2 separate regions of the Gossypium hirsutum genome follow, and region 1 is linked to region 2. Evidence: chromatin contacts called from public Hi-C data. All regions are on one chromosome and are shown on one strand. The core of a region is the stretch at or near the end of the contact, and the rest is flanking DNA. Distances in the headings are between cores, read along the strand shown. Region 1 holds the start of LOC107899019 (probable xyloglucan endotransglucosylase/hydrolase protein 6). Region 2 holds the start of LOC107902069.

The links. A called contact is a pair of places that touch in the nucleus more often than the background predicts.
Region 1: a Hi-C map of leaf shows a contact between it and region 2, with 1.9 times the contacts expected there. The contact joins the promoter of LOC107899019 here to the promoter of LOC107902069 in region 2. A contact is called at or near these places in 3 of 34 Hi-C or Micro-C datasets (leaf and petal).

What each region holds. Positions count from the first base shown.
Region 1 is chrA11:60,080,166-60,084,783 of Gossypium_hirsutum_v2.1, forward strand. It overlaps LOC107899019 (probable xyloglucan endotransglucosylase/hydrolase protein 6), which reads left to right and starts at 1,660. Exons shown (of 4, transcript XM_016824616.2): 1 at 1,660-2,121; 2 at 2,232-2,332; 3 at 2,459-2,655; 4 at 2,855-3,434. The coding sequence starts at 1,941. The coding sequence ends at 3,245.
Region 2 is chrA11:59,750,455-59,754,959 of Gossypium_hirsutum_v2.1, forward strand. It overlaps LOC107902069, which reads left to right and starts at 2,805. Exons shown (of 1, transcript XM_016828337.2): 1 at 2,805-4,505. The coding sequence starts at 3,200. The coding sequence ends at 4,261.

The DNA of each region.
Region 1 (4,618 bases), core at 410-2,909, 330 kb after region 2:
TACAATTAATAAAATAAAATATAGTAGTAACTTAATTTTGTCCTATTTTCTTATCTATGGATAAGGAAGTTGTTTCATTATTAAAAAAAAAAACCATAAATACGAGTTAAGATTTATTTAGAGCAATAGTTAAATTTATTACCTAACACTTAATTGATATAAGTTTCATTTCTTTTTCTCTCTATTAATAAAAAATTTCCCTACAACTTATTAATTTTAACTACGATATTTATATATATTTTAATATTTATTTTATTATCCAAATTCGAAGGTGCCTATGGATAACAAAAGGACCAATCTTGTTTTAACACGTGAAGGTTCGGCTATATTTGAGCCTGCACGTCAAAAGAAGTCCCCACTATTTACTAGCCACAGTCACCATTCGTGGGACCTTCATCCAATTAAAGTCATCCACGCGTTCTTGCAAAATCAAGTAACACAAATATGTTTAGCTGAGCTGATACACGTGGCTCCCAATGTTTGGTGAATCCCAGGATTCTTCTTTTTCAATTATCATACTGAGTGAAAGAATATCTTTTGTCTCTTAGTTTTCAGTTTCCTCACTATAATTCTTTTCTTCATTTATTCTTAAAAGCTTAATTTGGTCCCTCAATTCCATGTACACTAACTTTATTCTTTTTCTGTTCATAAACATATAACCTATGCCACCATCTCACTACATTTAATCACAATTCCAGATCAATCTAGTGTTCCTAGTATTCAATTTGCCACGTTTTGGAGTTTTTATTTCATTTCACATATCATAATCTTGTTGCATTTGCAAAACTGAAAATATGACACGTTACAACATTTATAAATACTAAATTAATTAATTTATATAAGTGAGACTTAAATTTTAGATTTTTAAATTTTTAAATTTTCAAACTTATCATTGCAAAAATATAATAAGATCATTAAACACAATAAATATTATATTTCATTCGTATTTAAGATTCTAACATGTTTAATTATTTTTGCTGTTGTTGGTTTTTTTTTTTTTATGTTCACATGATTATTGTAAAAAATACATACAATATAATATAATCTTTCATCTCTGCACAGTATGTAAGATGAGACCCTCTAAAAAGTGGTGGTGGGGCATGAACAGGAGGAATCCGCCCAACCGGAGGGATCCACATCAATCACCATCTCTCGGCTGTCCACAGATACTTTTAGATAAGGATGATTGGATGAAATTGGCTATAACTTTTAAGTCTAAACCAAGTTGACCATTCTTTTTTTTTTAATAGTTGGATTCTGATTAAATTTAAAGACGAGTTTAATTCAACACTTAAATGAGATATAAGCTTTTTCAGTATTATTTTTTATTCACAAAATTAATATTTAAAATTCTTTAAAAAAGCATTACACTCTTCTCATTTATCTAATACAAATTGGTTAAACAAAACCTTCTATAATAATTATATTTTTTATTTTTTAATTAAAATTTAAATTAATGAAAAAATGAAAAAGAATATAAATGTAAGTATATTGTCATTTTGATGATTTATGTTTTCATATGACAATACAATTAGCGGTAATGACTATAATAGTAAACTAAAAATGCGATGGTAAAGGGAAGAAAGAAAAAAAAATGATCATTAGAATTAGGTTCCCGAAAGGCGAAATAAAAACAATGGTGTAGTAGGGCCTGACGACGGCTTGCCATTAGCTGGATGGAAAGCTAAGCTGCTGATGCCAATACTCCTTCCATATTTGAATACCAGCCGTCTACATCGATTTTTAGGGGATTTAAATTATTGTCCACTATTATACTTCACGTTTATTGCAATACCTTCAAGATTTAATACGTAATATTGCAATACCTTGTCTCTAGCCTTAACCTCCTACCTATATAAACACTAGAACTCCCATTTCATCACTAAACCAAACTCAATAATCAAAATTCTCTCATCTTTCTTTCCTTATTTAAAGAAAAGATGACAATGGCATTAACGAATGCTTTTGTTTTGCTTTTCTCTTGTGTTCTTGCAATTTCCTTTTGTGTTTGGGGTAAACCAGCTACTTTTCTTGATGATTTTCAGATTACTTGGTCTGATTCCCATATTAGGCAAATTGATGGAGGGAAGGCCATCCAACTTGTTCTAGACCAAAATTCAGGTTAAATCATTTCGTGGGGTCACTTATTGTTTAAGTAGAACTATTTTTAGAAACCTTAAATTAATTGGATTATCATAATGATATTTGTTTTACGTTTTTTTGTTTCCAAGGCTGTGGATTTGCTTCCAAAAGGAAGTATTTGTTCGGACGTGTCAGCATGAAGATCAAGCTTATACCTGGTGACTCCGCCGGAACAGTCACCGCTTTTTATGTATATGCTACATAATCTTTCAAAACTTGTCCATTTTCATCAAAAACTAAAAGCCCGTAAATAATAACTTAATTTTTTTCAGCTTATTAATAAGTTGGGTTCCATTGTAATTCGGATTGCGTGCAGATGAACTCTGATACAGATACGGTAAGAGATGAGCTAGACTTCGAGTTCTTGGGAAATCGTAGCGGCCAGCCTTATACTGTCCAAACCAATATCTATGCTCATGGAAAAGGAGATAGGGAACAAAGGGTTAACCTTTGGTTTGATCCTTCTGCAGATTTCCATACTTACACTATTATGTGGAATCATCATCATATTGTGTAAGTTCAATAGCTCTAGATATCACAAACAGAGCCGACACTTGTATTGTAGTAAAATGACAGAAAGAGAGAGAGAGACTATCAGTCTATCAAATCAGTAAAGTTTAACATATAATGGGACGATGGACTGTATCTAATGATTGAGTTAAATTGAGCCATGCTTATTTTTAATGGGTTTTTTTTGTCGGTGGAATTACAGCTTCTATGTTGATGATGTGCCAATCCGAGTTTACAAGAACAATGAAGCTAGAAATATACCATTCCCTAAGTTTCAGCCAATGGGAGTCTATTCAACACTGTGGGAAGCTGATGATTGGGCGACAAGGGGAGGCCTGGAGAAAATTGATTGGAGCAAAGCTCCTTTCTTAGCTTCCTACAAGGACTTCGACATCGAAGGATGCCCAGTGCCAGGCCCAGCAAGCTGTGCCTCAAACACAGGGAACTGGTGGGAGGGAACTACTTATCAAGCCCTTAATGTCATGGAAGCTAGAAGGTATAGGTGGGTTCGTATAAACCACATCATCTACGATTACTGCACCGACAAATCCAGATACCCAGTTAGCCCACCGGAGTGCATCGCTGGCATCTGAAGTCCTATTCGAAGTTCCACATCCATTTCAAATGTCATACTTTACGTACATACCGACCTCCCCTTTGTATAATAATAGCTCTACAGTCTATCCTTTGTATGCATATAATTGTGAAGCGAGAAGTGGGATTCCGAGATTGGCCCCAGTTAATATCTATTTTATGCCCAATAAAAAAAATTATTAATTGAATATTTTTCAGGCATACAAGAATCTTATTGGCTTTCAAAACAAATAGTTGGTTAAACCGGTAAGTTCTTCAATCATGATGATGGAAAACAACAAAAAAAATTTAATGGAAGGAAATTCAACGGTGTTTGAAATATTTGCTTTGAATTGTCATGCTAATGGTCCCCTCAGCGCCTCTTTTGATATATTGTTTTTTCACTTGGTAGTGTTAGGGCAGTATTTGATTCATTTGGTCCTAATAAATGCATAAAAGCAGGTTCATGGTTAAGAACCTTCACCACATTTAAGGTCCCAGGAGTGAAGGATTTATCTGGAAGAGTCTTGCTACGGTCGATGTTATCATGATACGGTTGCCATTATAGAGCTAGCAAGGACCATCTTGTGAACAGAAGAAATATTTACTGCAACTCCATTAAATTGGATATAGATGTTGGATAAGGACAGACAATGCCAAAGAAATGACTGAATGGGGGAACAAAGGATCTATAGTCCAGGGAGAACTACCAATCAAATTAAATAATCATGGTCGCAAGTCACATTCAATGAAACTGTAGGGGATTAGTGGCCACATACCTACAATTTTGGATGCTGTGTTGGTCTTGTTTTAAGGCTTTTGATTTCAGCAAAATGTTGATCCTCTTAGCAAAATGGAATGGGATTTTAGTATCAGCATGCACAAGAGAAGCGTAATCTTTACGGAATTTTACTGTATATGACCTCAGATCTTTTGCAGCGTTAGTGGTTAAAAATTTAACAAGCTTATTCTCCTCAATGTGGGAACCATAAATCGTAGACTGCAACTGGCTCCAAATGTGGACAACATCGAAACAGAACATTGAATGACTTGCAACACAAGCATTCACAACTATAAATCAAGCAACCGAGTTATTGAGCAGAACAAAGAAACGCTCAATGTCACCAACTTATCAAACCTTGACACCATTGAACCTAACAGGTAAAAGTAGTTCTATTGATTTAATTGAACAATGTTTTGGATAATGTATTTCTGCATCCGATCTATATTTCATGTAGATCCCTTTTGATCAGACATCACTAGGTGCAATAACTTTTATATTGCCTTAAACACAAGGTGCAAAAAGAAAGCTCGTCCAATTGAAGTTAAGTACAATATGTCTGTGTGTATGCTTTTGCATGTGCCTGTATATATATAATTACATGTATATGTA
Region 2 (4,505 bases), core at 1,555-4,054:
TAAAGTTAAGATTTAATGTCTTTAATTTCTGAAATGAATATGGCTCCATTCATCCACCATGTTGATGGTTTTGATATTATATGATTTTTGTAGATGCATCTGTGAAATAATTACATATGTGTTATCAACTTACAACCTGTCATTTCAAGATTGCTTGTTTAAACAATTAATTTCAAATTACGCAATTAAGACAATTCATCTTGCTAATAGTGATGAGTTTATATTTTAGTATTTTATCGATTGTTATATATGAGTTTGAATTTTTTTATAGAATGATCCAAAATACCTATTTATGTTTTTATAGAAGAATCATGATTAAAGTTTGCTATGATTATTGTTGAAACTTTTAAAGAGATCAAAATATATTTACCCCAAAATTTTCTCTCACTTATGACTTTAAAAAGAATAGTGATATAAATGCTTAGCAAATGCATTCAAATAGTCATTTGAAAAATTAATATTCAAGATTGAATACATAGAATATGAGAAAGTATGTGATGTTTTCATAAGGGAGAGTAAATACGCGCTGTACCATTTTCCCTTTAACTGAGGTTTTATCCCATTGGATTTTTTAGTAAGGTTTTTAATGATGCAGTATATTACGCTTATTATAGATATGTGTACTCTTTTTCCTTCACTGTGAATTTTTTTCTCACAAGTTAGTAAGGTTTTAACGAGACACATTATTTACAAATAGACATCCAAGGGGAAGTGTTATGAATATTTTATTAAGTGGATGTCCATCAAAATCTAGATAAGTTTTGATATACTTTAAATTCTAATAGTCATTAGAAGTAGAGTTCTATTCCATTTATATTTCTTATGTCTATGAATATAAAATGTAGAGAAGCATTGTAAATTATTTCGATTAATCAAGAAAATATGTTCTTTCTTTGCTCTCCTATTCTTTTTGTTCTTTATTTTCTGTCTTTGATTTTATAATAAATTTTGAATTAATCAAATCAAGTTATTTGATTTTTTCGAATAAACTTGAATCAGTAATTCGACTTTTTGAGTTCGAGTCGAGTTGAATTTTACAACTCAAATAATTTGAATAACTTGAATAAAAAATTAATATAAATACCGCTTGAGTCCCTAACAATTTAAAAAATATGCGAATTGGTCCCACTCAAAAAAATTAAGAGAAAAATCAAAACATTCTTCTAAAATTCAAATTATTTATAAAATATATTTTCCAAAATTTTATAAAAAAATAAATTTAAAATATTAAAAATATTAAAAATATATAAAATGCTAAATTATATTTTAAAGAATTCCATGATAATAAATTTGAAGCCTTAAACAAGTAAATTATCACATCAAAATTATCATATAATTATCTTGTTTTTTCTATTATTTTAGTCTAAAAGAATTTTCGTAAATAATATATATGTGATACATTTGTTCTTTAACTCGGACTTTAGTCATATTATCAACAAAATTTTAATATGATCGGTTTAATTTTTTTAATTTAACTCGAAAAAAATTATTTGACTCAGCTTGATTTTCCTTTCACTCTATTCGATATGAAAAGAAATTCAAATCAAGTTAAAATGATGAATAAGACTCATCAATTCGACTAGCTCAATTTTCTCTTTTGATTTGACTCATTTCAATCAAAGACTTGCCCCTAGACATGACAACTTGTTAGTGGCACGTGGTTACTTGTAATTATTTCGAAAATTTCTTCATCTGTAATGATGAGTACTTTTACAATTTCTAAAAATATTAATTGTATGTATAATTATAAAAACTTGCAAAACTAATAATTTTTAACTATCATAAATTTCTCCATTCTCTTTTAAGTAATTATAGTTTTTAATGTACTGAAATTAAATAATATAATACCTTGATTTAAAATTTTAATTTAATTAATCTTAAAAAGTATCCTAAAATTATTATTGAAGTAAAATCAATACGTTAGGAGACAATTAAACTGTTTTAGGTAAGGAAGAAGAAAATTGTGTGACACATGGGAATCATTGTCAACTTATTTGATTTCTTTACTATATAAATTGTTCACATATTATATCTTTAAGTAGCTGTCATAATAAAAACTGGTTTTTCACTTCATTGTTAAGCATATTCTTACAATATCTTGATTTTATACACAAATACATCATTTTTCTTTAGCAATTTTATTCTTATCCATCATAGATTTTATAAGTTCTACTTCATATTACTAAACATTGTTTTCATTAAGAAATTAATCCTTGTTGTCTTATTAATTATTTTTTCATCTGCCTTCCATTTTGAAAAAAAAGAAAAACAACAGTTGCCAAAGAGGTAATATATAATTTAATCTTTGAATTTATCTATTTGTGCTTTGTTGGATCTTAATTTTTGTTTTAGATTTATTTGGTTTTTTTAACTTATATTTTATCAATTAAGTTGATATATTTACATTAACAAAAAGGGATTATATGAAATTGATATGTCATATGTATTCCTTTCTAATAGTTTAATATCACATCAGTTTTTTTCTCTTAAATTTTAGTATTTTCCTCTTAAAAGAATCAAAATCCAATCGAAAATGTTAAAATTCAAGAGAAAATAACTAATTTGGTATTAAACTATTGAAAAATAATAAAAATGATGTGACATTTCAATTTCATCTAATTTTTTTTTTGCGTTAACAATGTTAACTTGTGTTGATGTGGTACCACTCGCCAATCTAGTAATGACATGTGGTAATCTCTTAAAATATCACGTGGCAAACATAAACATATTTATATAAATTAAAATTAAAATTAAAATTAAAATTTATATTTATATTTATTTTTTATATAGAGTTCTAAGAAACTATCACCTGACATATTGTTAACACAAAGTAGAGTTACTAATTTAATTAATAATTTACAAGTTTACCATACAACTAAGTTGAAAACAAAATTTAAAAAACTAACTAAACATAGACAAATTCTACGAAAAATTATATATTATCCAATTAGAAAAGAACATGGTTATGTCGACGAGGCTTCCACCTGAATTCCCAATTCATCTGCTCCATTTAGACTCTCCCATTTGTTCACTTTAAGTAAACCCATCCTTTGCCAGTTGCCAGTGCCACCATTTGAGATTGAGACACAGACGTTAACATTTCCTCTCCCGATCTCAAGTCAAACTTCATCGCCATTCTTCTTTAAAGCCTCCACCGAAAGAACAAAAGATCCTCTCAGTTTCTTCAGCTTAGTTTTAAATGGCTGCAACAGCAACAACTACCCAAACCCATCCTCCAAACCCTTTATTGAAAGCACCCAAAGGACCAACAAGATCAAAGCTTCTTTGTTTCTCTTTTGCTGCATATTCCAAAACCATAATTGACCATCTTAAATCCCTCCACATTCCAGTCTTTTTAGGCTTAACCGACCAAGAATTCTCCTCTATTGAATCAACTTTCCACTTCACTTTCCCTCCTGACCTTCGTTCTATCCTCCAAGAAGGCCTCCCCGTCCATCCTTCATTCCCCAACTGGCGATCCTCTTCTCCTCAGCAACTTAACATTCTCCTTAACCTTCCTTCCTTGTCTCTCTCCAGGAACATTAGGTTCCACAACTTTTGGTCGGATTCTTGGGGGTCTAAACCATCAAACACCAATGATGCTTTAGCTGTGGTTAAGGACTTGTTACGAAATGCCCCCCTTCTTGTTCCTGTATATAGAAACTGCTATATCCCTTCGACGCCAAACTTGTCGGGGAACCCTGTTTTTTACGTTGATACGGAGGAAATTAGAATCTTAAGCTTTGATATAACTAGGTTTTTTCAAGAACTTGAACTCTTGACGAGGAGTGGGGTTTCTAAGCCTTTCATGAGGAAGAAAGCCAATAGCGTTAATGTCAACGTTCCAGCTTGGGCGGCTACGGCGCCACGGAGGATTGAGTTTTGGACGGAAGTGGAGGAGAGAGGGAGGAGAACAGTGGCGCGTGGGGTCACGGGAGGGTGGTGGAATAGGGATGAGGTGGAGAGGGAGGGAGAGTCGAGGATAGGGGCATGTATGGAGGAAGTGTTTTGGCGATTAAGGGAGGGAGGGTGGAAGGAGGAGGAGGTGAGGGAGATGATGATGATGATTGACGGCTCTGATCATAACGAGAACAAGGAAATGAGCCGGACGCAATTGATGATGGACGGTGAGGATGCGGCGTGGCACGTGAGGGTTTTATCTGTCGTGTTATTACGTGCGGGATGGAGTAGGGAAGATGTGGTGTACTCGCTCGATCTCCATGATATTATTGATGATAACGACGATGATGAAAGCATGTAACTGAGGAGCACGGAACCTTTTCAGAACTCAACGTCCGAATAGCTGTCTCGTTTAGGATGATAATTTACTAAATTAATATCTATACGTTATATTAAAAAAAAAATTAGCTGTTTTTTCTTTAAAATGTTGTACACTTAAAAGATTAGGGTGTCTGATAAAATAATAAAATAACACTCATATATCTTTTAGTAATGTATAGAGATTAATTTTTAATAATAAAAATAGTTAAATTTTTAATAAAAAA